7 separate regions of the Mus musculus genome follow, and regions 1, 2, 4, 5, 6 and 7 are each linked to region 3. A link is a contact called in public promoter capture Hi-C data. All regions are on one chromosome and are shown on one strand. Each heading gives the region's core, a stretch centred on a gene start, on an enhancer-like site or on the middle of the called end of the contact. The rest is flanking DNA. Distances are from core to core; before and after follow the strand shown. Region 1 holds the start of Chpt1 (choline phosphotransferase 1). Region 2 holds the start of Washc4 (WASH complex subunit 4). Region 3 holds the start of Fbxo7 (F-box protein 7). Region 4 holds the start of Washc3 (WASH complex subunit 3). Region 5 holds the start of Gnptab (N-acetylglucosamine-1-phosphate transferase, alpha and beta subunits). Region 6 holds the start of Mybpc1 (myosin binding protein C, slow-type). Region 7 holds the start of Appl2 (adaptor protein, phosphotyrosine interaction, PH domain and leucine zipper containing 2).

The links. Promoter capture Hi-C pulls out the DNA fragments that hold promoters and counts their contacts.
Region 1: a contact with region 3 is called in a promoter capture Hi-C map of pre-B cells, with 7 times the contacts expected there. The contact joins the promoter of Chpt1 here to the promoter of Fbxo7 in region 3. A contact is called at or near these places in 3 of 39 promoter capture datasets (hippocampal neurons, liver and pre-B cells) and 1 of 9 other capture datasets (liver).
Region 2: a promoter capture Hi-C map of liver shows a contact between it and region 3, with 5 times the contacts expected there. The contact joins the promoter of Washc4 here to the promoter of Fbxo7 in region 3. A contact is called at or near these places in 5 of 39 promoter capture datasets (cranial neural crest, hippocampal neurons, liver and 1 more).
Region 4: a promoter capture Hi-C map of pre-B cells shows a contact between it and region 3, with 6 times the contacts expected there. The contact joins the promoter of Washc3 here to the promoter of Fbxo7 in region 3. A contact is called at or near these places in 5 of 39 promoter capture datasets (the C10 cell line, hippocampal neurons, liver and 1 more).
Region 5: a promoter capture Hi-C map of pre-B cells shows a contact between it and region 3, with 4 times the contacts expected there. The contact joins the promoter of Gnptab here to the promoter of Fbxo7 in region 3. A contact is called at or near these places in 4 of 39 promoter capture datasets (hippocampal neurons, liver and pre-B cells), 1 of 484 Hi-C or Micro-C datasets (pre-B cells), 1 of 115 datasets of contacts at active chromatin or transcription factors (astrocytes) and 1 of 9 other capture datasets (adipose tissue).
Region 6: a promoter capture Hi-C map of liver shows a contact between it and region 3, with 4 times the contacts expected there. The contact joins the promoter of Mybpc1 here to the promoter of Fbxo7 in region 3. A contact is called at or near these places in 3 of 39 promoter capture datasets (hippocampal neurons and liver).
Region 7: a contact with region 3 is called in a promoter capture Hi-C map of liver, with 4 times the contacts expected there. The contact joins the promoter of Appl2 here to the promoter of Fbxo7 in region 3. A contact is called at or near these places in 2 of 39 promoter capture datasets (both in liver).

What each region holds. Positions count from the first base shown.
Region 1 is chr10:88,502,486-88,506,114 of GRCm38.p6, reverse strand. Chpt1 (choline phosphotransferase 1) reads left to right here and starts at 2,145. Exons shown (of 8, transcript NM_144807.3): 1 at 2,145-2,530. The coding sequence starts at 2,258.
Region 2 is chr10:83,541,769-83,545,443 of GRCm38.p6, reverse strand. It overlaps Washc4 (WASH complex subunit 4), which reads right to left and starts at 1,503. Exons shown (of 33, transcript NM_001033375.2): 1 at 1,342-1,503. The coding sequence starts at 1,402.
Region 3 is chr10:86,020,212-86,023,959 of GRCm38.p6, reverse strand. Fbxo7 (F-box protein 7) reads right to left here and starts at 2,031. Exons shown (of 9, transcript NM_153195.2): 1 at 1,816-2,031. The coding sequence starts at 1,937.
Region 4 is chr10:88,199,005-88,202,594 of GRCm38.p6, reverse strand. Washc3 (WASH complex subunit 3) reads right to left here and starts at 1,498. Exons shown (of 7, transcript NM_026070.3): 1 at 1,303-1,498; 2 at 685-783. The coding sequence starts at 1,353.
Region 5 is chr10:88,377,633-88,381,457 of GRCm38.p6, reverse strand. It overlaps Gnptab (N-acetylglucosamine-1-phosphate transferase, alpha and beta subunits), which reads right to left and starts at 2,190. Exons shown (of 21, transcript NM_001004164.3): 1 at 1,923-2,190. The coding sequence starts at 2,039. Gm40733 (predicted gene, 40733) reads left to right here and starts at 2,394. Exons shown (of 5, transcript NR_168608.1): 1 at 2,394-2,443.
Region 6 is chr10:88,602,698-88,606,633 of GRCm38.p6, reverse strand. It overlaps Mybpc1 (myosin binding protein C, slow-type), which reads left to right and starts at 1,482. Exons shown (of 29, transcript NM_175418.5): 1 at 1,482-1,733. The coding sequence starts at 1,709.
Region 7 is chr10:83,646,294-83,650,394 of GRCm38.p6, reverse strand. It overlaps Appl2 (adaptor protein, phosphotyrosine interaction, PH domain and leucine zipper containing 2), which reads left to right and starts at 1,731. Exons shown (of 21, transcript NM_145220.2): 1 at 1,731-1,867. The coding sequence starts at 1,814.

The DNA of each region.
Region 1 (3,629 bases), core at 896-3,395, 2.5 Mb before region 3:
AATAATAATAAAGAGGATATGAAGACAGGGAGGTTAGGAGATAGGGGTGGGAGGAATTAGGGAGAGGAACAGGGATTAATATGATCAAAGTATATTGTATGAGATTTTCAAGGAATTAATAAAATAGTATCTTTTTTAAATGGTGTATAAAAATATCAGAACACATGCATGGCTCTCTAACATCCACTCCCTCACTTTTCAACAGTAGTAGAAATTAGTCGACCAGCCATTGGCCAGATAAGGGCTTCATTTAGCTCTCCTTGCAAATAGGTGTCACACTCACATGACAGGGTTCTGTCAGAAATGAGGAATGAAACTTTGGATCACAGCCTCAAAGCCAGGAAGTTCAGCCCCCCTGCCTCCCCCTCCTCCTAGTTGTTTGGGAATTGTGGTCACCTGTTTTGGGTCAGGACAAGAACAATACCCTGAAGGCAGCAGACAAGGAAATGGAAGAAACCAGTGTCTCTCACACACTGAGGGTTTGCAGCAGCTCTCAATGATCTACCCAGACACGATGCTTGGGCAAAACGAACTTCTGTCTCATTCAAGCCTTGTACTTGACCTAGAAGTAGCCTAAAGCAATCGTCGATACCTTCTGAGCATGCTGTATGCCCCTTTACAACAGCATGGCATTGGAAGAGGTCAAGTGTAATTGCTTGTAATCAGAGCTACTTAGGAGGCAGAGGCAATTAGTTCAAGGACAGTCTAGGCTGCGTAGCAGGATTCTGTCTCAAAATCAAAGCAAACAAAGGACTGAAGATAAAGCTTAGCAGGGCCCAGCAAGGTGCTTAGTTCAAAGTCCAGGAGCAAGATAAAGTACTAGGAATCTATAATGTAAGTGTTACCAATCCCCTGCCCCCCCCCCCCCCCCCCGCCTCTGACTGGAAAGTGCTGGGATAAAGGCCTGCAGTACCATCACCCAGCTATTTTATTTTATTTTATTTTATTTTATTTTATTTTATTTTATTTTATTTTTGGTAAGAGGCCAGGTAATGAATATTCAAGACTTTGTAAGTCATCTTGTGCTATACAACTCCTCACCTCTGTGGGAAGAAACACAGCTATAGTCACAGAACTGAGATTTAAATTATATCAATTCTAACATCATAAACTTTATTCTTTGTTTTTTTTCCCAGTAATTAAAAAATGTAAGACGCATACTTCTGTAGTGTGCTGTGAGAATGAGATGGAAGGCCTGTCTTTTGAGCCAAAAGTTGCTAACCGTTCCTCAAAATAGGTGAGGAAGAGTGTATCCCATGACCTCTGTTGCTTAATCCAAGAAAGCAGAAAGTAGTTTCCAGCTTGTCTGATGTGTTAGAAAGGTGCATACAGATCAGACCCACTACGTCTAGATCAAGTGGGCAGCCTATGTCTGGTTAGGCAATAGAACATGCTTATGACAGCCCCCAGTCCAAATGGGTGCATTGTGAAGTAAGGAGCTGGTGACCTTCCATTATGTGGCAATCGGCCTTCTCCACTGAAGAAACTGTGAAACTGGCTAAGAATTTTCTCTGCTCCAAGGAAGGAGTGTCAAGTGGTCTGAAAAAACAGGCATTTGAGTTTCAAACATTCAGTTTCCCTTTGACGACAATATTTCTAAGATCTGGGGGTTTTGTTTGTTTGTTTTAAAACCTTGCCGTCTGATCCCGCAGTGAGGGGTAACTAAGTTAATATGCGGAGGGGCCTTTGTATATTCCCATGGTGCTTGAGTACTTTCTGATCAGTACATACATGGTGACCACTCCAGGTTTCAGTAGGCGACATTTTCTTGACTAATAAGAGGCCGGGGCATAGACACACAAGTCAGAGTTGTTCCTACCACTCAGTAGAAAAAAACCAGCTCAACCAGGATCCAGGCTAGCCAAGCGTCGTCACGGAAACCTGAGCAAAGGCTGGAGAGGAGGGCGAACCCTTGAGCCCCAATAGAAAAGTCACAGCGGCAGGGCCAGAGCTGCCCTCGACCTGAGTCTGAAAGCGCAGGCTGCTTGACCCCTCCCGGGGCGTCCAGAGCCAAGCTCACTGAGGCCCCGCCCCGGTCCCGCCCCCAGCCTCGCCACCGCCCGCGAGCTCGCTGAGGCCCCACCCCCCCGTGGCCCGGCCTTGCCCCGCCCCCGAGGCCCGGCCCCGCCCCCGCGGCCCGCTGCTAAGTGAGTCCCACCGGCGGAGCTGGCCCGGGCGCTGTGCCCTCGCTCGGCTCTCTCCGCCCCCCGCGCGGGCCGCGGGCTGCGCCGGGTCGCGGCGGGCCCCGCAGGCAGCCATGGCGGCGGGCGCCGGGGCCAGGCCGGCGCCGCGCTGGGTAAAGGCGCTAGGTGAGCCGCTCAGTGCCGCGCAGCTGCGGCGGCTGGAGGAGCACCGCTACACCGCGGTGGGAGAGTCGCTGTTCGAGCCGCCGCTGCAGCTTTACTGGACCTGGCTGCTCCAATGGATCCCGCTCTGGATGGCCCCCAACACCATCACCCTCATCGGCCTCGCCATCAACCTGGTCACCACACTAGTGCTCATCTTCTACTGCCCTACAGTCACGGAGGAGGTAGGGCTGGCCGCCCGATGGTACTGTTCCCTGGAGCCCCCCTTGGGCCTCCTTCGGAGACGGCTCCACTATAGGCGTCAGTGGAGCGGGGAGACCCTGCGTAGCGGAGCATCCTCTAGGTCTCCCTCTAGGAGGGAGGTGCGGACGCGACCAGATTGCTGTCCCCTGGCAGTATTCATTTTCAGCCTCCCCGGGGCTCCTAGAGACTGTCGCACCACTACCCCAATCCTGTGACCATTCTGAGCTTCTCTGGGGGGCAGGGGCGCTGTCAAGGTCACTTACTGCCCCAGCCCTGTCTGCCAATCTCATCCCTGGGGCCATGGGACCACCAGCCCATATTTCGCACACTGGAGATTAAATACCTACATCTCCATGCTAGCAGGACTTGTGGATGGGTTAGGTAAGGCCAAGTGCCCTTTAGCACTTTATAATTCTGTTTCTCAAAGGTGGTGCCTAGCGATCCTGAAATTACTGGTAGCACTGATCGAAGATAAGTTATTTCTGGATAAGATAAGAAACTTCCTCGTTGCTTCCTTGGCTTTTTCATGAAAAACAAACAGGATGTAGGTGACAGTCTTTACAATTATCTAGACTTTGAGATTATAAATACCAACATATTTTATTAGTTGTAATTATATCCAACCTAAGTCTAAAGTAAGAATATTAACATGGGCTTTAGACAGTGGTGGTCAGAAGTGGTTCATTGGGCTGAGTATAGAGAGCATAAAAACAAGGGAGAGTGTCTTGAAACACTATATAGGATAACATTGCAGATTCCATGGCATTACTTTCTTTACGCTCCCTCTGTAATTACGTGTAAATATAGATCGTGCACAAACTCGAGAGTCGAGGTTGGATACCAGGAATACAATAGAAATAGCTCATGTTCTGCATCCATGCAAACACTTCTTTTTAAGGGCTTAGTGGAGCCTGCCCTTTAAAACATCTTGCCTGCCAACAACTGTGTTTGTCACGTGTACCTCCACTGTCACTTGTTTTCATGTGATTTAAAACACTAAGCTGTTTGGGGTTTCACTGGTTCCCGAACCCCCTGAAGCTCACTGTATCAGGATGGAAGCATGGCAGGCCTGCAAGTGAA
Region 2 (3,675 bases), core at 254-2,753, 2.5 Mb after region 3:
CCTTGCCAGTAAGATAACAAGTAGCTATGAACTCATAAAAGTTCTTAAAGTACAAGAAGAGACTAAGAACCAGTGGCCCTCTGTGCATAACATACTCCCCCTCCCAACAAACTGCATTTCTTGTAGTTTTCCTACTACTTTTTAAAGTTAGTAAACAACATTATGAGTTTCACCATGGCATTTTCATACATACATGGTTTTTATATTGTGTCCTCACCCACGTCCTGTTTCCACTCCTTTCCCCAGTCCTGAGCATCTAAAAAACTGATTATGTCTAAATAACTGATCATTCATTCCACTTAAAGCTGAAACCCAGTATACCTTCATTCCAACTTTGGTTAGATTAAACTAAAGTAGGGACCTCAGCGCACAATGGGGGGGGGGGGGGGGAGGAGAAGGGGTGGTTACTATCCTTCCATCTAGATTTTTCTTTATGCTGACTAAGACCAATATCTTAAGATCTGCCCAGCACCCTGAACATAGTTCAACTAGATGTAAAGGCAAAACACAGTTACATAGGAATCTGTACATGGTCTAGTATCTCTGTAAAATAATTCATAATGCAGCTGTACTTTATTTTTAAAGGCATTCCTACTTTTGGGAAAGGTATGCATTTAAAAATTTCTTGGGCAACTCGCCCCAATATATCTTCTATCACACAGAAAAAACAAACAAACAAACAAACAAACAAATCAACCTCCAGAGTGTCTCTAATTAGTTTGGGTTGTCCATTTATGCTGAAACAAACTATGAGGCTTTTGGGGTTGGAAGTGATTTTAAACATAAACTTGGACTTGACGTCATGAGGCAACTGCGAAGCAGATCTGATTTTTTAAAAAGTTAAAATAGATTTAAAAACCTTTTCAGCTATTTAAAAATCAATAAAGGGCCGAGAAGGAATAAGATATTCCTATGTTGGTTGATTTTTTTTTTAAGGCCAGAAAGAGCTGTTTTTAGCTGTCTCTGTGGTTCTAAGAACGTGAATCCAAACTTCAAAAGTTGGCTTGAGAAGCAAAGAAAAACAGGAAACCGAAACGGGAACCCAGACTCTTCTAGAACTGAAGGCTGAGCATCTGGGGCAAACCCTGGGACGGGATGGACAACCCGGGAGGATGGCCTCGCGCGGGGCTCCCCAGCGATGGCACCGCTGGCCCGTCACCGATTCCGGGAGGGACGCAGGGTGCGAGTGCACGGCCAGACGCGACCACACGGTCACGCAGAGCGCCCCAGTCCCACCCAGCGGGAGGGTCCCGAGAGGGCGGCTGCGCAGCGCGGCGCCGCACCGCGCCGCCCTCCGTCCGCAGCGCCGCCCGGCCCGCCTCGCCCGATGCCGGGGCTTACTCTGAGAGCCGTCGTCCACGCGGTCGAAGTCCCAGTCGGGCGACAGAGTGTCCACGGCCATCGCCGCGGAACCTCCCACAGACACAGCCCCGAGCAGCCACAGCCGCGACGCGGGCCTCACCCCAGCCGCTGTCACGGCACGTGACTTCCGGCTTCGGCCCCGCCCCCGCACGCCAGAGCCAGTGGACTCTCGGCCCTGCGGACCGCGGGAGCCGCTGGGAAAGCGAGTCGACCGCCTGCTCCCGGCGCGGCCGCCATAGTGATGGCTGCCGTTGGCATCCTGCATCCTTTCCTGGTCTCGCTGCCGTTCACGACTGTTCTCAGGGCACATTCCGTTCCTCGAGGCTCTTTTTTTTTTATATCCTAGGGGATTACTCCCTCAGTCTAACCTGGAAAGAATGGAAATAACCGGGTGGGGCCCAACGCAAGACCCGGTCCTTCACCTGGACACTGCCCGAGCCCTTGGACCAAGATGCCTGTCTCACCAGCTCCCTTTCTGTCTTTACCCTCGCGATTCCTTGATCCCCTTGCACTTCCTGTGCAGATTATTTGTTGAGAAAAGACCTGTGTGTGTAAAAAAGTAATGACTTTAAGAACGCCACCAAGCAATCTCACTACTGGGTTTGCTTTACATAGATCACTATTCTTTCTTTCCTTGCTTTTAAGAAGGTGGGGTGGGAACTGTGTTACCCTGAGTTCTACATCTATCCTAACGTTTACACAAAACGCTTTCTATCAGGGCAGTTTTTAGTATGTACTTCTACGAAGCAGTCTAAATAGCATCAAAAAAAAAATCATAATGTAAAATTTAAGACATCCATACTCTGAACTCCTAGAAAGCTACAAAATGAAATAGGTCTCAAATGGCATTAAAGAAAAAAAAGAAAAAAAAAAAAAGGAGAGGAGTCGATTTTAGAACAATGCATATTTGCTGTAACATCTACAATCGACGTAAACGTTTATTTATGCTCATGTGTTTGCAAATGCATAGGAAGAATTCAAATCTCATTAAAGAAGACTGGATTACTTGAAAACGGGTAGGTGCTCATTAATACAAAGTGGCTCTTAAATTTTTCTTGTGTCTATTAGCTGAGTCTTTTTCAAGCAGAGTTTTAAAGTTATTTGCATTATATAAAGTACCACAAATCAATATAGAATGTTCTCTTGAAGAGCATGTTCTGAGATGCTAAGGTTTGGGCTTGGTTTTATTTTGAGACAAGATCTCATTATCGTAGCTGAGAGTCCCTGCTGCTCCTGGGCCTGTGACAAGGCTATGGAGGGAAACCTCTACAGATCTGAGCCACAAATGAACATCTTTACTTTGTAAAGTGCTTTCCTAAGTGCTGGGAATACAGGCATGTGTCACCATGCCTGGCATTGCAAAGAAATTAGAAAATGCTTTTTTTTTCTAACAAAAGTGTTTGTTACAGTGACAGCTGACAAACACATGTGGACTTAGTGTGTCTCTGGCTTCAGGGTGGCCTATTGGAATTTTCAGTTTCTGTAGCATGCAGTTCTGGCAGCCTTCTTTAGGTTCCATATGGTAGCTGTTGGCAGCTTCGGGCCCACATTATCACAAGACTAAATCTAGCCCACGAGAGAAAAAGAGCACGCTGAACTGATAACTCGAACAAAAGTCCCAGAATCAAGTCTTGCCAGCAGTGATTAGCCTTTCTTTACTTGAGCACACTTTCCAGCCAATCTCAGAAACCCAAATATCAGGAGGGGTGGACCCATTGGCTTAGTGTAGGTCACGTGCTCCACGGATGCCCTGAGCTAAGAAGAAGCAACTCTCTAGAGATCACTTAGCCTGGAAGTGGAGGAGACAACGATACAGAAGCCAATGGCTGTCATCATAAAAGTGGCTTTATGTAGCAGAGGGAACAGCCATGATGGTGATTGCATCACTGATCCACTTGGTCATTAGCAAGCATCTCACAGTGACATCCTCCCAGGCTTTTGAGTTAGAAATTAATTATTATGGCAGGGTTTTTTTTAAAGTTTATTTCAAAATTCCTTTTGTAATATTTTATGACTTAGATGCTTACATTTAGAAATCTAAATAAAAGAAGTAATGCTTTATTAATAGCTAGCACGTATCTTGTGCTCATTGCATAATCTATAACAAGAGGGTTTTTGTTGTCGTGGCCCAGACTAACTTTGAACTCACTATGTAGCTTAGGCTGACCTTGAACTTCAGATCTTCCTGCCTCCAGTTACTAAGTGCTGGGTTTACAGGCATGTGCCACCATACCTGGCATTGCAAAGAAATTAGAAAATGCTCCTTTTTTTTTTTTCTAACAAAATCCAAACAAATAAAATCTGGGGAAAAGT
Region 3 (3,748 bases), core at 782-3,281:
TACTGGAGTTAAAACTATTCCTACTCCTCAGGAAATAAGATGCTCTGATGCTTGCAAAATGTTCTGGTCAACAACAAGCTGAAAACCTGCCAGGGGCCCAGGGACACACCATGTCAACCTTGGCAGAAAGGGGACTCCCCAAGCAAACAATTCGTTCTGTAGATGGGATAAGGAGCGGTCTGTTTAACAGAAATGCCAGTTTTCCCTCCCACTTTTCTGAAGTGTTTTCCAAGGCCCTATTTTCTGTCATTTTGGGGGGTCAGGTGATTTTACCAAAAATAATACAATTCCAGAAGCTTGCATATATACATATATGCAATCTTTGATCTGCTTACTAGAAAATACTCTTTAAGAATAACAAATGTGTCACATGAACACATTTTAAAGCTTCTCTTCTGTTCCCTAAATGAACAAAATTTCAGAGAAATGAGTTTACTTTCACAAGCTGAGGCTTAAATTCCATCCACCTAACCAACTGCAACTGTGAAAACAGCATGCAAGAGAAACAGAGCTCTTGGGTTTCCAACCCTTTCAAAACTGCCCTGCTTAACTGAGAAGTAAGACTACTTGTAAATACCTTAAAAATTGAATTCTCAAAGTGTGAGGAGAGATAACTGTTATCAACATTGAAAACACTTGGTTTTACACCAATAAGTAACATGTGGGTAGGTCACCATTATATGGAAATATATATTATATATAATACAGCAACATATTTTCTTTTAATATGAAAAAATGCTCTTTTTTTAATGGTTTGGCTAACATTATTATCTTATTAGACAGGGTCTCACAATGTAACACTGGCTGGTCTGGAACTTGCTATGTAGACCAGGCTGACCTTGAACCCTGCCTCTTCCTCCAGAGCGCTAGAATAAAGGTGTAGCTCAGGCTCACTTAATGGGGGGATGGGAGCAGGGAGGAAGGGTGAAAAAATCTATTCAGGGTCTCACTTTGCTTAACTCCCTACAAATAAAGTGAAAAGGCTTATTTAAAATGCCAATTAATGGGAAACGTTTTTCTTTGAAAATTTTTCCCTTTAGAAGCCCCAGAGCCCATCTTTTTAATTTTTTTTTTCTTCACTAGTTCAAATTTCTAGCTCAGCACTTGAAGTGGGTCGTCCATACAGTTATCTCTCTATGTCCTGAAACTATCTTCTGCAGAAACACAGACGCTTCATCTGCAAAAATTAGTAATAGAACCCCATAAATTAGTAATAGAACCTAATCCTTTTTCAACTTGCCATGAAACTGTAAGCTCTCTAGGGTCATGCCTCTATTCGTGAAAAAAAAGCAACATTCTCACCCAGAGAATGCCCGCTGACAGGCGTACTTCCTGAACCCTTACAGTGAGAAAGTGAGAAAGTTACAGTTAGGTGCAGTCTGCCACTTGCACGCTCAGCTGTTTTTAAAGTTACTGTAGCCTTGGGCAGTGGCACAAATTACAGTGACCTAAGGTGTCAAGACTTTTGTCACCTTGAGCACGATGCTTTTCCGATTTAACCACTGAACTATCCCAACCGCAGAGGTAAACTCAAGTTAACACCGGGAGATTTAACGCAAGCCAAGCTTCCCGAGTTCCCTTCCCGCCCTCGGGGCCGCAGCGACCGAAACCCCGGAAGTGACTACTCACCGGGGAGGACAGCGGCACCCGGGGGAGGCTGGGCCATGGTCTCTCGGAGCCGGACCCCGGCCAGCACCCAGCTGCCGAGCGTCACAGTCACAGGCGCCCAGTGCAGCTACACCCGGGAGGCCCGGGCCTCACGTGACCGCTCGAAGCGCGCCATCCCCCGAGCCCCACGACAGCGACGCGGCTCACCTGAACCCCAACGTGGGCAGCAGGACCTGGCTGAGGTGCGCGCGCAGCTGCCCGAGCGTTGGCTCCGACTCCGGCACCTCGAGCGGCTGGGTCCGCTTCTGAAGCCGCACGCGCAGCTTCATGGCGAGAGTCGGACCGCAAGCTTCGGTCGGCCCCGGGAAGAAACCGAAAGCAAGGAGCTCCGGGCCTGCGCTCCCGAGGAATCCCCAGCGCTCGCCGCTCGGTCGACTACGCCCCCTAGAGCCTTCCGCTCGAGCGGAGGGCCGAGCGCCTGCGCTTCCCTATCGCTGGCTCGGCGCGCGACATCGCCACCTGGAGGCGAGGCGCGCACGGCGCAGGCGCTGGGTTTGCTTGGGCGCACTTGAGTCTCTACGCTTCTGCTTCTGCTTCTGCTGGGGTGAGCGAGTTTGTTCCTTCCCTCCCAGCAAGCAGGATCTTTAGCTCTGGAAGGAATGCTGCCAACAGTGTGGAGACATGACAGACGGCCCTAACCTGATGTCACTGGTTTCCGTGCCCAGAAATGAACTGCTCTATCCCTGTCATTAGAGTGCTCAGACCTGCCTGAGAAATAATGTACACAGGTCCCCTGTGATGACTAAAGAAAGTTAATGTGGAGCCAGGGATCCCTTAAGGGCTGTTGGATGCCTGGGAGGTACTAGAGACCTGCAGGTGAGATAAGAATAGGATAATGGCTGTGAGGATAGTAACTGCTGCCTTTGCTTCTTTAAAACTCACTATCGCTATGGGAAAGGGATGAAATGATCTTTTAATTACTATATAGCGGGAAGGTGAGAAACAACTGAGGAAAGTAAAACAGTTTTCCTGCCCAGCTTGTATTTCGTGGTAAGTTGTAATATACACCTTTCTGATGTCCAATTTAAAACCCCATCTTATCCTTAGTCCCCCTTCCCTATGGAATGCTGTTTGGGCTCTAAAGCTGCCTTCCTTCTGCTAGCAGTAAGCATAAACTCATTTTAATATAAATTTGAATTGAGCCTAAGTCTTTGGTTTCTCCCAATGGATTTGAAGGCCACAACAGTATAGCTCTTCACTTCTCACGATAAATCTTGATAAACCAGACTGCCTCCATCTCAGGCGTAAAAGCCATCTTATAGTAAAGACAAACTAGGTTTCTCAAGGATTGGGCTATGTCCCACCTGTAACCTTAGCTACAAATGGCTCTGTACTGCCCCATGCCTTTATTTTAAAAGGTTATTATGGTGACCCTGTTGTAACCACCTTGCAACCATGTCTTTGTTTCAAGAGGCTGTTATGACCAACTTGGTATGCTTATGTTCTGCTTCGGTAATACATGCCTATTTGCCTGCCAAATCCTCATCTGGAAACCCCCTACTCCTGAACTATTACAATCTTACCTTACCTATGTCCAGCCCATGTATACATACCAAGAAAAGCTTGATTAATTAATTTGGCCATGATGGTTTGGGGTTGATGGTCTTTCTCCTCGAATCTGTGGGACTGATTTTTTTTTTTCCTGTGGGATTAACAGCATTTACTTCCTTTCTTCCTTGGCGCTGCCCTTAGGAACTTGAAGCTGAAGCCAACTCCTTTAGCCCCTTCATGTTACCACAAAATTTAAAGCAGCTTTTAGTTGTTACACAGTGTCTTAGTAAAATCTTTTGCTGCATATCAATTGTCCTCCAAAGCTTACTAACCCACATCAATAAACATTTGTCGACCCACAAATTCTGTAGATTGGGAACTTGGGTACAGGGTGGTTAGGTAATTCTGTCTCAGGGTCTCTTGCCAGAGCTGCCTGAAGACTTGACTACACATATCATCAAACGATTGGCCCCAGTTTTTCACAGATTTTTTTTTTCCAGAAATCTACTTGAATGTCCACATAACATGATAATTGGATTCCCTGAGAGTAAGCGACCCAAGCATTACCAAGACAGAAACTGTGAAGTCT
Region 4 (3,590 bases), core at 249-2,748, 2.2 Mb before region 3:
TCAACGATAAGCCTCACATATGACAATATAAGAAAACAGGATATTAAATCGATCCGGCTGTGACTTGTCTATAGGTTTCTAATTTGTTATTTCCTTTCTTAAATTCAGTTTCAATATATATTCCCCATTTTCCTCTAAAATAAACAAAAAACAAAACTTTTTGCAAGCTCAGGAGAGGTTCCTGGACCTGGCACCTAATTCTTATCTATGTACTTAATTATCACTTCATGATGTATCCAGTTATTTGCAGAAAAGTATTTTTTGAAACATGTATCTCTAGGCTGCCTCCATGAATCCTTTTTGGCACAAAGGATGGAAAGCAATTCGATATAAACTCGAACATACATTTAAAATGTAATCTCTAGAATAGGAAGATGAAACAAAACCTTTCAAATAAAAAAAAAATTCCACTGTGAAATTCTGGAATTCCCTTTGTTATAATTACAACAAACTTGGCTGAGCTATCTCATGGAAGCTTCTAGAATACTAATTCAGTTGAGACAGCGCACAGGACTTATGGGGACAGAATCAGAGATGCTAAGGCCTTAAGACATTTGAATTTCATGGCAAAGTGAACACACGAAGGCTGTAATTCTTGTTTGACTTCATTTGACTACATTTGTCACCACGAAAGACGGAAGGCGACTTCTCGGCCGCTCCATGAAGTAGTAGCCCGGGACCTACCTCCTCACAAACTGCGGAAAACCGGTTGAGAAACTGCACAGTGTGCACCACAAACTGGTTTAGAAAGGCCACGGTTCTTTTCTGTTGAATAGCTGGCACCTGTGTCATGTAAAAAAGCAAACACGATTCTTACAGGAGAAACACACTCTCTGCAATCCTTTGGATATCTGGATTTCATAGAGGGGGATGGATGGTCTTTGCCCTGGGACATGTGGTTCACGAAGGGCTAAGAAGAGTCGCTGATTTGTTTTTCTGAATCTTGTGTGAGTCAAACACACACACACACACACACACACACACACACACACACACACACACACGAGCAGCTAGAGAGTCGAATAAGAGGTGAAGTGTCAGAGGTGGTACTATCTCCAGACTGTCAACCTCGGGCGTAGAGACACGTGATGTGGGGAGCAAAGGCTGCGTGGCACACCAATTCTTTTCTTAGCCCAGGAGGGACCCCTTTCAAAGTGGACTGCAGGGCTCCCCCCATTGCCCAGAGTAGGAAAACAGGGGCCCGGATTGGGCCTGGAGAGGTGGCGTCTCCCTGGGAACCAGGGCCCCTTGGCCAAGCCTCCTTCCCTGTTTGTCGGACGCTCAAGTCGGTCTTTTACAAACCTTGGTCAGGTCTATGCCTGACCCCATGAGAGGAAGCCCATCCTCATCCATCTCCTCAGCGGATGGGGACCCCGGGGCTCAGGCACAAGCTCCTCCCAGCCCAGTAGAGAGCCCAGACTCCTTTCCCAAGTTCCTGCCTTCGGGGCCTTTCCGGAAGAAAGCGCGAGTGTTCACCATTCAATGGGTGGCTTCAGAGAGGCCGCCCCGCCCCCTCGCTCTCGCTCAGCATTCTGGGATTGGTAGTTCATGATTCCGATTGTAAAATTGGGCCGGGGAAAAGCTGCTGATGAGCAGGTTTCACAGTTGCTGTTTTAGCTGTAAAATCTGAAAAAATCTGAAAAAGAAAAGGGGGTGGGTGGGTGGGAGTGGTGGAGTGAGGGAAAGAGACGGAGAGAGAAATAGAGAAAGAGAAACAGAAAGAGACAGATTCAGACAGACAGAAACAGGGAGACAGACGCAGGGTTGGGATGAGGTCAGACTGGGAAAGTTAGAAGCTGAGCTGTATCCGTTTTGAGATTTTAATTGCTTAGTCCTGTTACAAAACAAACAAACAAAAAAAAGATCCATAATTCACTGAAGAGCACTTCTCTTTTTGTGTAATCCTACTAAGTGCCAGATACTCTGTTAGCCCTTGTGAAGTCTAGAGAAGTCTGTCAGAACTTGTCTTCAGCCCTGGCAAGCCTCATGCACTGGAGATCCGTTTCTAAGGGTGTTTGTTTGTTTGTTTTGACATAACATAATTTCAAGCAACAACTGAGACACACAGCTGTGAAAGTGACTGCACTTACGTCATGTAAACGATCTTACACCTACAGTATGAAGATTTTGGTTCAGAGTTTGGCTGCACATTTTACCAGCGATGTGAGTTAGGGCAGGTCACCTAAGCAAAAGTAAACCTTTTTATTGTACCAAAACAAGTACTGAAGAAGTGACAGGATCTCCTCTGCTACACTAGTCAAAGGGAGGACATGCAGAATTTTGATGTGCAAAAGTTAGATGGACGTGCAAACAAACTCCTGTGAAAGTTGTGGCATTGCAAATTAGCATGTACAAACACTTGTAGATCCACGAGTACATGCACACCACATGCAAAGTGTGCGGTTCTGTGGATAATAGGAGCTTCTAAGTTGTACAAGAAGAGGAAGCCGACTTTAGTATCTACTTAACATTAAGAGCAGTTAAGATGACAATCTGGAATAAACCTTTGTCCAAACAAAGGTACAGAGACATGAGGGCATATGGCGTTTAAGGCAAAGGAAAGATTGTTTGGTGGTGTAAGTAGAAATGCCCAGAAGTGGAGAATAATGAAACAAGGCAGAAGTAGACACAAAAGCTGACGAAGGGCCTTTTATGGCAGAAGAAGAGTCATGTTTTTCTGAATGGGATTCGTGAGCTTCTGTTTGGGAGTGCTTCTTAAAACGCCCACTCCAGGGCCGGGCGTGGTGGCGCACGCCTTTAATCCCAGCACTTGGGAGGCAGAGACAGGTGGATTTCTGAGTTCGAGGCCAGGCTGGTCTACAAAGTGAATTCCAGGACAGCCAGGGCTATACAGAGAAACCCTGTCTCAAAAAACAAAAAAACAAAAAAAAAACAAAAACAAAAAAACAAACAAACAAACAAACAAACAAAAAATGCCCACTCCAGAGGTTAGCCTTAGACAAGCCAAATCAGGATCTCTTTTGGATAAACGTGAATACTTGCATTCTAAAATGCCACTCCCTGGAAAGCTGTGTGGCTAGCATAGCCACCTTCTTCATTGATTGTTTCTAGGCCTTCATTGTGTTACCTGCAGCAATGCTTTTACTGTCAGGGTCTATGGGACTTCACTGACCAAAAGCTCTAAAAGAGGTAATCCATTCCTAGTTCTAGGCTTTTTGTTAGCCTGCAGTATCTAGCAGGGGCATTGTTGCCATGAAATAGGGCAGTTCCATTAAAATTATATATGCACATTGTATTACTCAGGGTTCTCTAGAGCCACAGTCTCTACATACCACCACTCCTGAATCTGGGACTTGCTTTGTCCCAGGCTGACCTTGAACTCAGAGATCTTCTTGCCTTAGTCTCCTAGGATTCATAGCCACTCTGCCTCAAGATCTCCATGCCAAGATCCAAGTCAGAAATTTGTATCTCCCAGCCTCAAGATCTGGGTCACAGGTGAGCCTTCCGATTCCAGATGGTAGTTCATTCCAGATATAGTCAAGTTGGCAACCAGGAATAGCCATTATAATCCACCCCTTGTCACTTGACATAAATAATATCTCATGTCCCCATGAAACAATAACAAGATC
Region 5 (3,825 bases), core at 941-3,440, 2.4 Mb before region 3:
CTAAACTTTTTGATCTGTGTCTATGAGCCAGGCCTCATGGCATACACCTTGAATCCCAGCACTCCAGAGGCAGAAGCAGGAGGATCTGAGTGCAAGGCCAGCCTGGTCTATATAGGAAGTTCAAGCCCAGCCTGGGCGACGTGGTAAGACCCTGTCTCAAACTCTTCAAGGCTGTAACAAATGCATTTCACGCCATGGTCAGTAAACAGCCCACTTAAAATGAACCAGGTTAAAACCATAAACCAACAACCCTAGCACTCAGAAGGGCTGATAACGGAAGACTGTGAACTTCAGGCTAGCCTGGGCAACTTAGTAAGGCTCTTTCTCAGAAATGAAAGCCATTCAAAAGCAGTCAGACACTAACTATGCGAAAACATATCAAGTTACAACACATGAAACGTAGACGGACCAGGAGGTGGTGGAAAACTAAAACACTCCACAATTGGAAGTGGGCGACAGTCTCATTCTCACCTGTAAAATTACTTTTTTCTAGTCCCTACAACCACTAAAAACACACTTAGAACCCGGCCATATCGCTCAGCCAATCACTAAGCAGACGCTTAGTATGCACACACTGGCACTGCCTGGCACTGGGCTTGGGCTAGGGTTACAGCATTTAAAGTGACACCAGTTTCTCCACCGAGCTTACAGTCCGGTGTAGGTGCTGAGCGCACACATACGTATTGTGCCGTTTTATAAGAGCATTCTGTTAATTATAAAACCCTTTTAACCTCTTACTAAAATATAAGCAAATAAATAAAACAGGGAGACCATTCCAAACTCTTTGAAAGCGCATGTTTTCTTCCTGTCTCCAGGGGCAGTGTTCTGTTGAATGGCACACTTGTGCCCATTCATTTCTGACCTGCTCATACCCCTTTGCACACTTAAGATGGCGAAGACTGTACTAGACTACCCAAGAATCAAATAACTGAAATTTAAACTGAAGAGTAATGGCAGTCCCCAGAACGTTCAAGGTATGTCTCCAAAGGAGCATAAAATTCATTTAACCTGGCTGCTCACACCTCCCAAACCGGTTGTCTGTGCTCTTTGAAGAGTTTACAGTCTAATCAAACTGCTTCACTGCACATCAATTAAACGCAGTTCTCAGTCCAAGAAGGACCAGCGACTTGATCTAAAAAGTATTAGCATAGCCCATGACGCAAGGGTGGGTCTGTGCTGGCTCTCAAGAGGTCCGGGGCTGGAGTCCAAGATCCGCAGGCAGTCCTAGTCACCTGACAAGGGCCCTACTCTGAGATAAGCACTTGGTGCTTCCCATCAGCGTGTGCATTCTCACTAGTAAGGCCTCCAACCCGCTGGCATGCAGCTGTACAAAACAGCAGAGCCATTATGAAAAAGGAAAAAAGTTAATTTAAAAAAATCTCCCTTTCACTCTGCAAAATTCACATGCAAAACGGCGCAAAATTCACATGCAAAACGGCGCAAAATTCACATGCAAAGCCGCGCATGCCTCTAAGACAAAGTCTGCGATCCAGAAGAAACAGAAGATAAGGTGTTTTGTCAACGGTGAAGGACTAGTAGGGTGGCACCGCAGGACTGGATCCTACGGAGAGCCAGGGAATGAAGGATCACTACAGAAAAATACAAACCCTAGGAGAGAGTTTCACCAGCGCAAGGCCTTAGAGCCAAAATCAAATGGCCAGAGGACTCTTGGGGACACCCTGCAGAAGGAAGGGGATCCATGCGCACGCTGAAGCACGCGAGGCCCGGACGTCCAGTCCAGCTGCTGCAGGCGAGCCGGGGAGAGGATGCACGCTCAGCGCCTGGGACTAGTGGGCCGTGTGCTGGTCCCCAGGCTGCAGGGAAGATGGGGAGGCAGAAGGGAGATTCGGGGTGCCGGCACCGCGGGGCTCAATCGGGGAATGCTGCGCACGCGGCTCCGGGGCTCGGGCTCCGCTACTCACCTCTCCGAACTGGAAAGCCGAGACGATGGTGACAACGACGCCCACGAAGCAGACGTAGAGCCCATACCTGTGGGATAGGCAGGTATAGGTCTGTCTCTGCAGGAGCTTAAGCAGCATCACCCCGGCCCCGCCACCCCACGCCAGGAGGAGCCCGCGCCGCGCCACCGCCTCAGCGAGCCGCCATTCAGGGGCCCCCGGACGCGCCGCCGCGCTTAGCTCACAGCCCCCGGCTGCCGCACATTGTCGCTCCGGCGACCGACGGCCCGCTGGGCTCCACGCCGCGGCCGCCGCTTCCGGGAGCCCGGAGCCCACGCCCTCGGCGCGGCGGAGGCGGACCCAGGGCCCGCAAGGCGCCCGGCGCCACCCGGGGTTGGCCTCGGAGAGGCGGCGGCGAGTCGCCAGCGCCACCTAGAGGGCGGAGGGGCAAGGGCAGGCGCGCGCCCTCCCATCTGCGCGTGCGCCGTGGGCCCTGCCCTTTGGGCCCTCTGCCTTCTGCACGGTGGGACCCACCCAACCAACAGGTAAGCGACCCGGGCTGTCCCCTGCAGTGTGCCAATGGGCAATCCTGATGAACCAAAAAAACACAGCTCCTGCCTCAAGTTTATCTTCGAAAGAAAATTTGAAAGATCGTGGCTAGGGAATGCATATTCGGCTTGTCCCAAATGACATAATCTACTCTAGACGTTCGTACACGAGGTTTAATTGGTTTTGGAAAAACAAAAGTCACTAATCGGGCATTTATCAAAAAAAATTTTTTGAGGTCACAGGTAGGCTGATTGTGGCAAAGCAGGGAAAACTAACGGATTTAGTTACTATCTGAAGCCTTAGCTTTTGATAGGTAATCAATCTGCTTATAAGTTTGTGTATGCAGGGGAACTCGCACGCGTGCGCGTGTGTGTGAGTGCGTGTGCGTGTGCGTGTGTGTGTGTGTGTGTGTGTGTGTGTGTGTGTGTGAGTGTATGGTGAGGGTCACTTGTTTCTGTCCTTCCATGCTGCGGGTTCAAGGAACTGAAGTCAGGCTTGGCATCACCTTAACCTGCTGAGCCATTTCAGAAACCCTTTCAAATACAACTGGGTAGTATAGCTATTGAATTGGCATTGTTAATTATAAAAAATTTTAAAAAGGAACTGGAGTGTTATAGAGAACTAACTAAGTTTTCGGGTCAAATTCACTTGGAGAATTGTTTGGGCCTACCTGGGTCTTTTTGTGTGGGGGTGGGGTGGGAGTGGGGAATTACCCTCATTACACGGCATACTCTCAAATGCAGTGTCTACCACAGTGCATACCTGTTGAGCACTTGGGACGTTGAGGCAAGAAGGTTATGAGTTCAAAGCCAACCTGGTCTTGGTAGTGAGACCTTGTCAATAAACAAAAGAAAATTAAAATGAAACCCCTCACTTTCCTACTTTGTTTCATTCGTCTAGTCCTCAACTTATCCTCTTTCTTCTGAAGCTTTCGTTGGTTTTGTTGGTTGGTTTGGGAATTATTAGGTTTTGTTTTGCTTGGTGGGGGGAGGGTGGGAAGGGGAGGGGACAGGAGTGGGGGAAGCTGGGACAGAACGGTGTGGAGGATTTTGAAACAGTGTCTCAAGAAGCCCCGGCTGGGTTCTAACTCCCAATGTAGCCAGGCAAGCCTTGAACTCTTCCCTCCCTCCCTTCCACCTGGGATTACAGGGCGGCACTACCCACCTCTTTTATCAGGCGTTCCAGTTGAATGCTTTGTGCCCTTTATCTTTGTAATCTCCATTAGTCTTATTCTTGGTTTGTCCTGATGTTCTTGACTGTGTTTCTCAAACTTGATACTTAGTTTATTCCCTCCTCCCCCCAGTATGTTTTCTAGTGCCAAGTTGACAGAACCCTGGGCCTGCTGCCTTTTTTCTTTTTTGGTTTTTTGAGACAGGAT
Region 6 (3,936 bases), core at 233-2,732, 2.6 Mb before region 3:
GGTTTACACCAGGTCCGTGAATAGAACCTGAGGCCCTGACTTTAGATTCTAGATTCTTTAACTCTTTTAATGTATTAACTGACATCCCCATGGTAGACACAGGTAGGCTCTTTGTCCTTCTTTCAAGCCAGGTCTAACGTGATATTCAGAATATACTGTTCTGTGGTTGACATTAACCCATTGTCATCTAAGAGCAAAGAGTCTGTTTGAAAGGCGAATGGCGTGTTCAGTAGAACAAGAGAAGGCTTTCTTAACAGGGGGGTATTCGTTGAAAGTGCTGTCCAGCCTGCCTCTCTGACTTCCCGCATAGCTAACTCATGATGCTATTGAGAGCTAGAGTTCCCATCCGTATATGAAAACCTAGCTTGGCACGGTGCTTGGTAGAACTAAGTCTGCCCAGCTGTGCTCTCAGTCACAGGGGAAATTAACCGAGACAATGTGGCTGGTTCGGGACATTCTGTTAAAAACACATGTGGTCTCATTAGTTCCTCTAGGTTTCAGGCTAAGTGACCAAGTCTGATACCTTCTGTGACTGTCTTGGATTATATTTTTGGGCCCATTTGCCATCTTAATAATCACTGTTCTGTTTACTCATGGTGTTCTGGGGAAGCCATTTGTCACCGTGAATCAAAACATTGTCTGGTCTATCTGACTTTCTTTACTTATGTTGCACATGTACAGTTTAGTGGTGTGTGTGTGTGTGTGTGTGTGTGTGTGTGTGTGTGTGTGTGTGTGTGTATTTCACAAAGCTATGAAACCATTCCCACACTCCAATTCCAGAACACCTTCATCATTGCCAGGAAAAGCTTTGCATTCATGTGCCTTCAGTTCTAATTCTACTTCCCCTAGCCTGTGACAATCACTTAAGTTATTTGCCAATGTTATATGTTTACCTAGGCAGGATATTTCATGAAAGTATGGTTGGATAACTTGACTGTATAACCTATATTTTATTGCTGGTTTCTCTCAAGTTCTATTCACATTGTGGCATATCTGTTTGTTCCATTCTTGTTTATATGCTTGTAATTTTAAAAAGAATATCTGTCTCTTGAAAATGTTGCAAGAGCAATGTATCCTAAAATAGACAGCTTTGCTATTCTTAGTAGAGAGAATGAAACAAAATATTTAACTGACTAGTTAACATTGGTGTAGAAATACAATAAAAATTTTTAATCTCATTAACTAAGAAATAAGGAAAATGAACAAATAATGTGGGCATAAAAATGATCTTCTTAATATACCTTAAAAAAAGTTTTAATAAAAATTAAGAGAGAAGCCAGGCTCATGTAGTATGATTTTCATCTATTTATTTCATCGCCCAGAAAACTCCGTGCACTGCTGAGTCGGCACACGCTTCTGTGGAACAGGCAGAGAACAGGAAAGAGCACGAGGCACAGCTGAATTTAGAAAGTTAGAGATGCTCGCATCTGCCACACGAGACGGACAGGAGAGTCCTTCCAGCAGGCGGGAGAGCGGAGCGCAGACAACAGATGTGAGAAAGGTCCCAGAGCTGTCAGGTTTCAGCATCCTTGTGCCGAAGTAGGGAGGCGCCAACATGATTGATGGTCGGAGCCTGTATAAAACCGGTCCACCTCTAAGCAGCTGCTTGTCACACTGACCCACACCATCTCTCTGCTGCCCTTGGGGTTTCTGTCAACCGCTGCTAGAAAGGAGAAAACCTTTTGGAGAGTAATCTTTTGTTGTGGTCATGCCAGAACCCACTAAGAAAGAGGGTAAGAACACCTATAAATATTCTTCTTATGGTCTCTAATATTTATTTTAGTATTTATTTTTAAACAGTTGTCTGATTGTTTTTTAAAAAAAGACTATAAAACAGTAGAATTACTGGGGTACAAAGATTTTAAAAAATGGGTGTGAAAAGACCAGAAGACTATATAATTAACTGAGAAATATCTGAAAAAGTTTATAAAGTTATATTGATTCCAATGATTAAATGGAAAATGTATTATTCAATTTCAAAAGGTCCTTAAAATGCTTACATGAAAGATGTTAACTGCTCACGGTAAGAAGGCTGCATTTTCAAGCTGTTTTTTTTTTAACTTTGTTTCTCTAAATTTCCACCTTGTGTTTGCAGTGTGCAGTGCTTGGAACATCGGATGTTTTTTCAAGCACTTTATAAATTTGGTCAAGTTTTCAAATAATAAGAATCTGTGATATTATTTGTAGTTTTTCTTCTTTTTCACAGAAAGGCATTTGAAATATACAAATAAGAATTCTTCTTTGATTGTCCTTTGGGAGCCCAGCTTTGAAATTTCTTGCTGGGAAAGAAATTTTTTCTGAATATGAGTGGTAGGTTGCACCTCTCCTGAGTTTTGCGGCATACAATCTTAAAATATGTAGCCTTTAAGAAAATAACTAAGAATAAAAACGAAAGACAATTAAAGAGTAGTCTTCATTAGAAGAAAAACTTCTCCTTTCTATAAAAAGATCAGTATTTTAAAATTTCTGGTTAGTAATGGAATTAAATTAGTGTTAGAGGTTATGAAAATAATGAAAATGTACATTCTCATTAATACATTAACTTCTAGTGGAAACATCTTTTATAACTATTACCTCATACTCTGGTTTCCCTTGGGATGACATAAATCTTTCACCCCTTACTAAAGACTGCAGAGGAGAGGAATACCTTTGAGTCTTGAGCCAAGTTTTTGATGAGCCAAGTTTTTGACAAGCCAAGTTTTTGATGTTTTGCTTCTTTGGAACTAATACAAAAATGCAAATATTTGAATCAAATCCGTTTCACTTGGGCTTTTTGAATCTTTTTTTTTTTTTTATTTCTCCTCTGTAAATAAAAGCATACTTGCACACACACAGACACACGTACACAGGCTTAGAGGTGAACATAAAAAACAATATTTAGACTTTTCATTTTTAATCTTGAAAAGTGTTTGTTGCCGTTATTGTGAAGAACTTTGCAAGAGATGCCACATGTTAAAGCTGAAGTTGAGCTACTAACCGAGTTCTGAAAAGGCTTTTAAGTATTTTTTCTTTATGTAATTAGGTAGTCAGTGCTGACAGGTTGGGGTGATCAGTTACAGGTTGGCCCTATTTAGTGGCAGGGAGCATTGATGGATGAAGTCTTTCTCCCAAAATAACCACACCAAATGCATGCATTAATATGGGAACTTAATCCCAACTCCGGGGGGAAATGTGTGTGTGTGTGTGTGTGTGTGTGTGTGTGTGTGTGTCCAACCCCTGCGAAAGTGTCTTCTTTGTAATGCAAATGATTTACATGAGTATTAAATGTCCCTTTTATCTGATGGGTCACTTGACCTGCCTCTTCAAGGCTTACTTGGATGAAACGCCTTTTATGGTTCCTAACTGAAAACAGAAGATTATTTTAAAACGGTCTGAACGGCATCTGTTGTTTGAAATCCCAACTGAAAACAACAAGAAAGCTCGAAGATTAATAAGTCAGGTGCTAGGCTGCGGAACCAATAAAGCAAATTCAATTATTCTGCCTGCTGGATGAAAGGGTTGGTTTGTGTTTGCTTTGACGACTTGATCCAAATCTATTCTGCATTTAGAAAGAATGAGATTAGAGAGCTTAGAAAGAAGATATAATTTTTTTGTACTCATATATATTTTATACATTTAAAATATAAATGCCCATGAAGACTAAAGTCTCCACAAGTTTCTTTTGCTGTCAAACTATGTTTTATAGTCTGTGTAGGGGCCCCTCCACCCAGGACAGTAATCTTATACCCATAGATTCTTTGCTTAGTTTAAATTTGGCTGGTGGGAAGTGGCATCCCCCAAAGCATCACTGATATTTTTAAAAGCCATCAAGGAAGTACAGCGATGTCCTTTTAAAATTCCCTTACCAGCAGAAATGATTGTTAAAGGAGCTGCATCTTTAGTTTGTCTTCATAAGAATGTCGCCTTTAAGGACCACTGACTTTTACACCCTGAAGA
Region 7 (4,101 bases), core at 482-2,981, 2.4 Mb after region 3:
GCAGGAACTTGAAGGGGCTGGTTGTACTGCATCGACAGGCAGGAAGCAGGAAGCGAAGGAATGCTGGTATTCACTCTCATCCTCTTCCATAGTCCAGGACTCAAGCCTAGGGAGTAGTGCCATCCACTTTTGGGGTACATCTTCCCACCTCTAGTAACTTAATTCCTCACAGGTATGTATGCCAGGGGCTAACTTAATCTGAATAATTCTTCACTGGTGACCCTGATCCTACAGATTTCACAACCAACACTAACTGCTCAGGTAGTTCCCATAAGACATAGAATTTGTGCAGTATCATACTCTCCTGGTAATTTTGGTGACACCTCATTGGACAAATAGTACTGATTTTATGTGTCAATCCATTGAAACTCGTGCCTTTAATATACGTCAAATTCCACTTCTGACCTTCTACACAACCTTTTCTTCTTTCTCCAGCCTACGCTGTAGGGTCCTGAGTAAAGTATCTCATTCTCCAGTGTCCCTTCTTCTCACTTTTAAATGACATCACAGAACTACATAATCTATCCTTTCTAACCCCGAAAATTTCATTATGAAATTCTCCATAACGAAAAACCTTAAAAAACCAGGAAGATGAGACCTAATTATATGGCCCCAAATCATTTAGCAGTGATCTGAATATCACGGAAAACACACACACACACACACACACACACACACACACACGCACGCACGCACACACACACACACACACACACACACGTAATGTCTGTGCTCTGAACTGTTTGAGTGTGGGCCTGTCCTGGTATTTAAAAAAAAAAAAAAGAGGCCAGAGGCTGGTAAGATGGTTCAATAGTTAAGGGCACTTATCTCCAAGCCTGAGACCTGAGTTTAATATCCAGAATCCCCATGGTTGGAAGGAGAAAAGTCTTTCACAGTTTGTCTTCTGAACTTCACACACTAAATATAATTTGTCTTGTTGTATTTTTAAATGGTGTGTGCATTTCCTATGGGAGATACGTGCACATGAGTGTGCCCATGCATGTCCCTACGGGAAATAAGGTGCATGCCACAGCCTCCTACCAGGTGCTGAGAAGCAAACTCACATCTTCTGCAATGTCCTTTACACCATCTCTCCTGCTCTACCCAAGCCCATCTTCTAACCCAAATTAAAAAATAAAATAAGAAGACGCCAAGGCTGGGGGTGTGGCTACTTTGGTAGAGGGTTTGCCTAACTTGAAGGAAGCCCTGGGTTTGATCCCCAGCACTGCACAAAACTCCAGTTTGGTAGTCGAAGTCTGTTATCCCATCACGCTCTGAAAGTGGAGGCAAGAGGATCAGAAATTTAGAATCATCCTCAGTTACACAGCGAGTTAGATGACAGCCTGACTCCCTACCCCCGCCCCCCCCCCCACACACCCCAAAAAGAGGCCAGAGAACAACTGCAAAATCTGTTCACTCTTATCTCCTCCCACACAGAGAGAGCAATCTGCAGAACCGCAAGAAGATAAAAGCCTATCGTCCCACCCGGAGATGCGCCATGAGCACGGGGGAGGGCAGCCTCGAGCACCGGGGAGGGCAGCCTCCAGCCGGAACCTCCCGGTGCTGCTGCGCTGGCCGGAGGGGCCCGAAGCCCCGGGATCGGACGGAAGCGTGGTCGCCACACTTCCGGTGTCCTGTCCCGGACTGTCTACATGTCCGGCGCCTGCCACACTTCCTGTTGATCCCGGCAGCGGGGGGCCGGGCTGAGGGGCGGGCCGCGGAGAGTGGGCAGGCGCGGGCTCCGAGCTAAGTCTCAAGTCCCCGAGCGCCGAGTGTCCCCTCCTCGCATCCCGCGCTCCCTCGCCGCCGCGCCATGCCCGCCGTGGACAAGCTCCTGCTGGAGGAGGCGCTGCAGGACAGCCCCCAGGTACCCCCGGGAAGGCTGGGAGGGAGCCGCGGTGCCCCACCGGCGCTCGGGGAGGTCGGGCAGTCGTTGTCCCACAGTAGTAGCTCCCTAGCAGGGTAACAAGGTTTTCAAGCAGTGTCTCGTGCAGAAGAAGGCGACAGCACTATCCACACAGACGCTGCTGGTACTAACGAGTCCACGAGACCTAATGAATGCAGGGGCCGGAATAGGAAGCACAGAAAACCTGGATCCATCGCCAAGTCGACCCAGGGAAGAGAAAATTCCAACATTTGCCCCATTTGTGCCACAGGGTGGTGGTGATGGGGCTTCATTAATATAGTGGAGATGTGAATCAAGCCCTTTGAGCTTGAGATAGTGCATAGTGACAGTAGTTCAGAAGTCACAGGACTTTCCCCAGGGATCTTCTATTCCCTTTCCTGGTATGGCATCCCTAGCTTATTTAAATAAATACCTTCATCCTCTAGTATCTCCGGTCCTGAAAAAACTAGAAAGGCTCAAGCTGTTCTTCACAGTCTCTCCTCTTCTTTCGGGTTTCTTCCTTGGCTCCCAAAGTAACTTGTACCTCCCAGATGGAAGTTTGATGAGTTTACCTACATTTCCCCCATCTCTCCCTTGCAGAATAAATCAAAAGGGCTATCGGTGTGTGCCTGTCTTAGGCTCAGTTCTGAATGATTGTCCCCATGTAGAGGAGCAAGGATATGTAAGCAAGCTGTGATAATTAGTATTCCCATTACTTGGGATTTTGTTTTTTGTTGTGTTTTGTTTTGATACAAGGTCTTACTATGTAGCCATAACTGGACTGAAAACTTGCCCTGTAGACCACGCTAGCCTTGAACTTACATCTTGGGTGCTGGGATTACAGATGTGTTGTTATGCTCAGCCTGTTTTGTTTGTTTGTTTGTTTGTTTTGTTTTTTAACTGATTCAACTTTTTAAACAGACTGGCATGTATTGTGCTAATTCTTCGCAGGCTTCCTTATACAGCTCTGGATGTCAGGTGTTTGCTTTGGACCCCAGCCTTTGTTGGAAAGCATTTCAGCCTTCCTCCCCTGTCGTTAGGATCTGAACATAAGCGTGTGGAAATCATAACCACCGTGGTTGTGAATAGGGCTTTCCATTTGCTTTGTACTTGGTGACACGGAAGGTCAAAGACAGACCGTTTCCCTAACCAGTCGTGATGGTGGCAGAGCCAGGCACACAGACATCGCACAGTCTGGAGTTTTGAGGCCTCTAATGGGTGCGCACCATTTCTGAATGGCATAAATGAGTCTGAGACCTGGGCTGCAGTTCTGCTTCTAATTGTCCGGTGTTCTCATCTGCAGAAACTCCACAGAAAACAAGGAACATGGGGCAGATGGTCTTGAAATCGGCGGAATAGTCTAAAATTATATCTCGTCTGTATGGTTTACAATTTTGAGCTTGTGTGTGTGGGGGGGGGGGCGGAAGATGTTTAGAGTCATTGTTACTCCTACCTGACATTCTTTTTAATTTTAAAAAATATTTTTGTCCACAGTAAAGGTTTATTCTTAGACAGTTGGCGTCCCTGCAAAGTGGTAAAGCCCTTACTTAATTCAGACAATTGTCTTGTTGCCTTTCTCGTAAGGAATATTTTTAAGTACTTTTTATTCTTCAATAATTTCCTATACTTATACAGCGTATTAATATCAGATCACCTCCCCATCTTCTCTTTCCAGACACCCCAAAACATGTTCCCCACCCATTTTCCTGTCCTCTTCCCCCCTCAATAACACACAATCTAATTAGTGCTCTCTTCCTATGCATGGGTGTGGGGCCATCCAGTGGAGCCAGGGCAACCTCCCAACAGCCACACCCCCAAAGCAAACTGGCCATCCCTTCCCAGGAGCCACCAACAGCCTGTAGCTTCTCACTAAGGGTAGGGCTCTGGGGCCTCCATCCCAGGCTGCAATGCTGACTGGCATTACCTCATTTACGTGACCGAATTGCTGTGAGTCCACGAGTGGAAGTCACTGGTCCAGTAACAGTATTTCACAATACTCTGCCTCATTCTCTCATCTCCTCTTCTGTGACATTTCCTGACTCTGATACAGATGTGTGCGGATGTGGGCGTGCGGATGTGGAGGTCAGAGGACAGTTTGTGGAAGTCAATTCTCTTAATTACACCATGCAGGTTCCAGGGATTGATTTCAGGTCCTCAGACCTGGGTGACAAGTGCTTTTACAAGCCACAGAGCCACCTGTAGGAAAGTTGTCATTG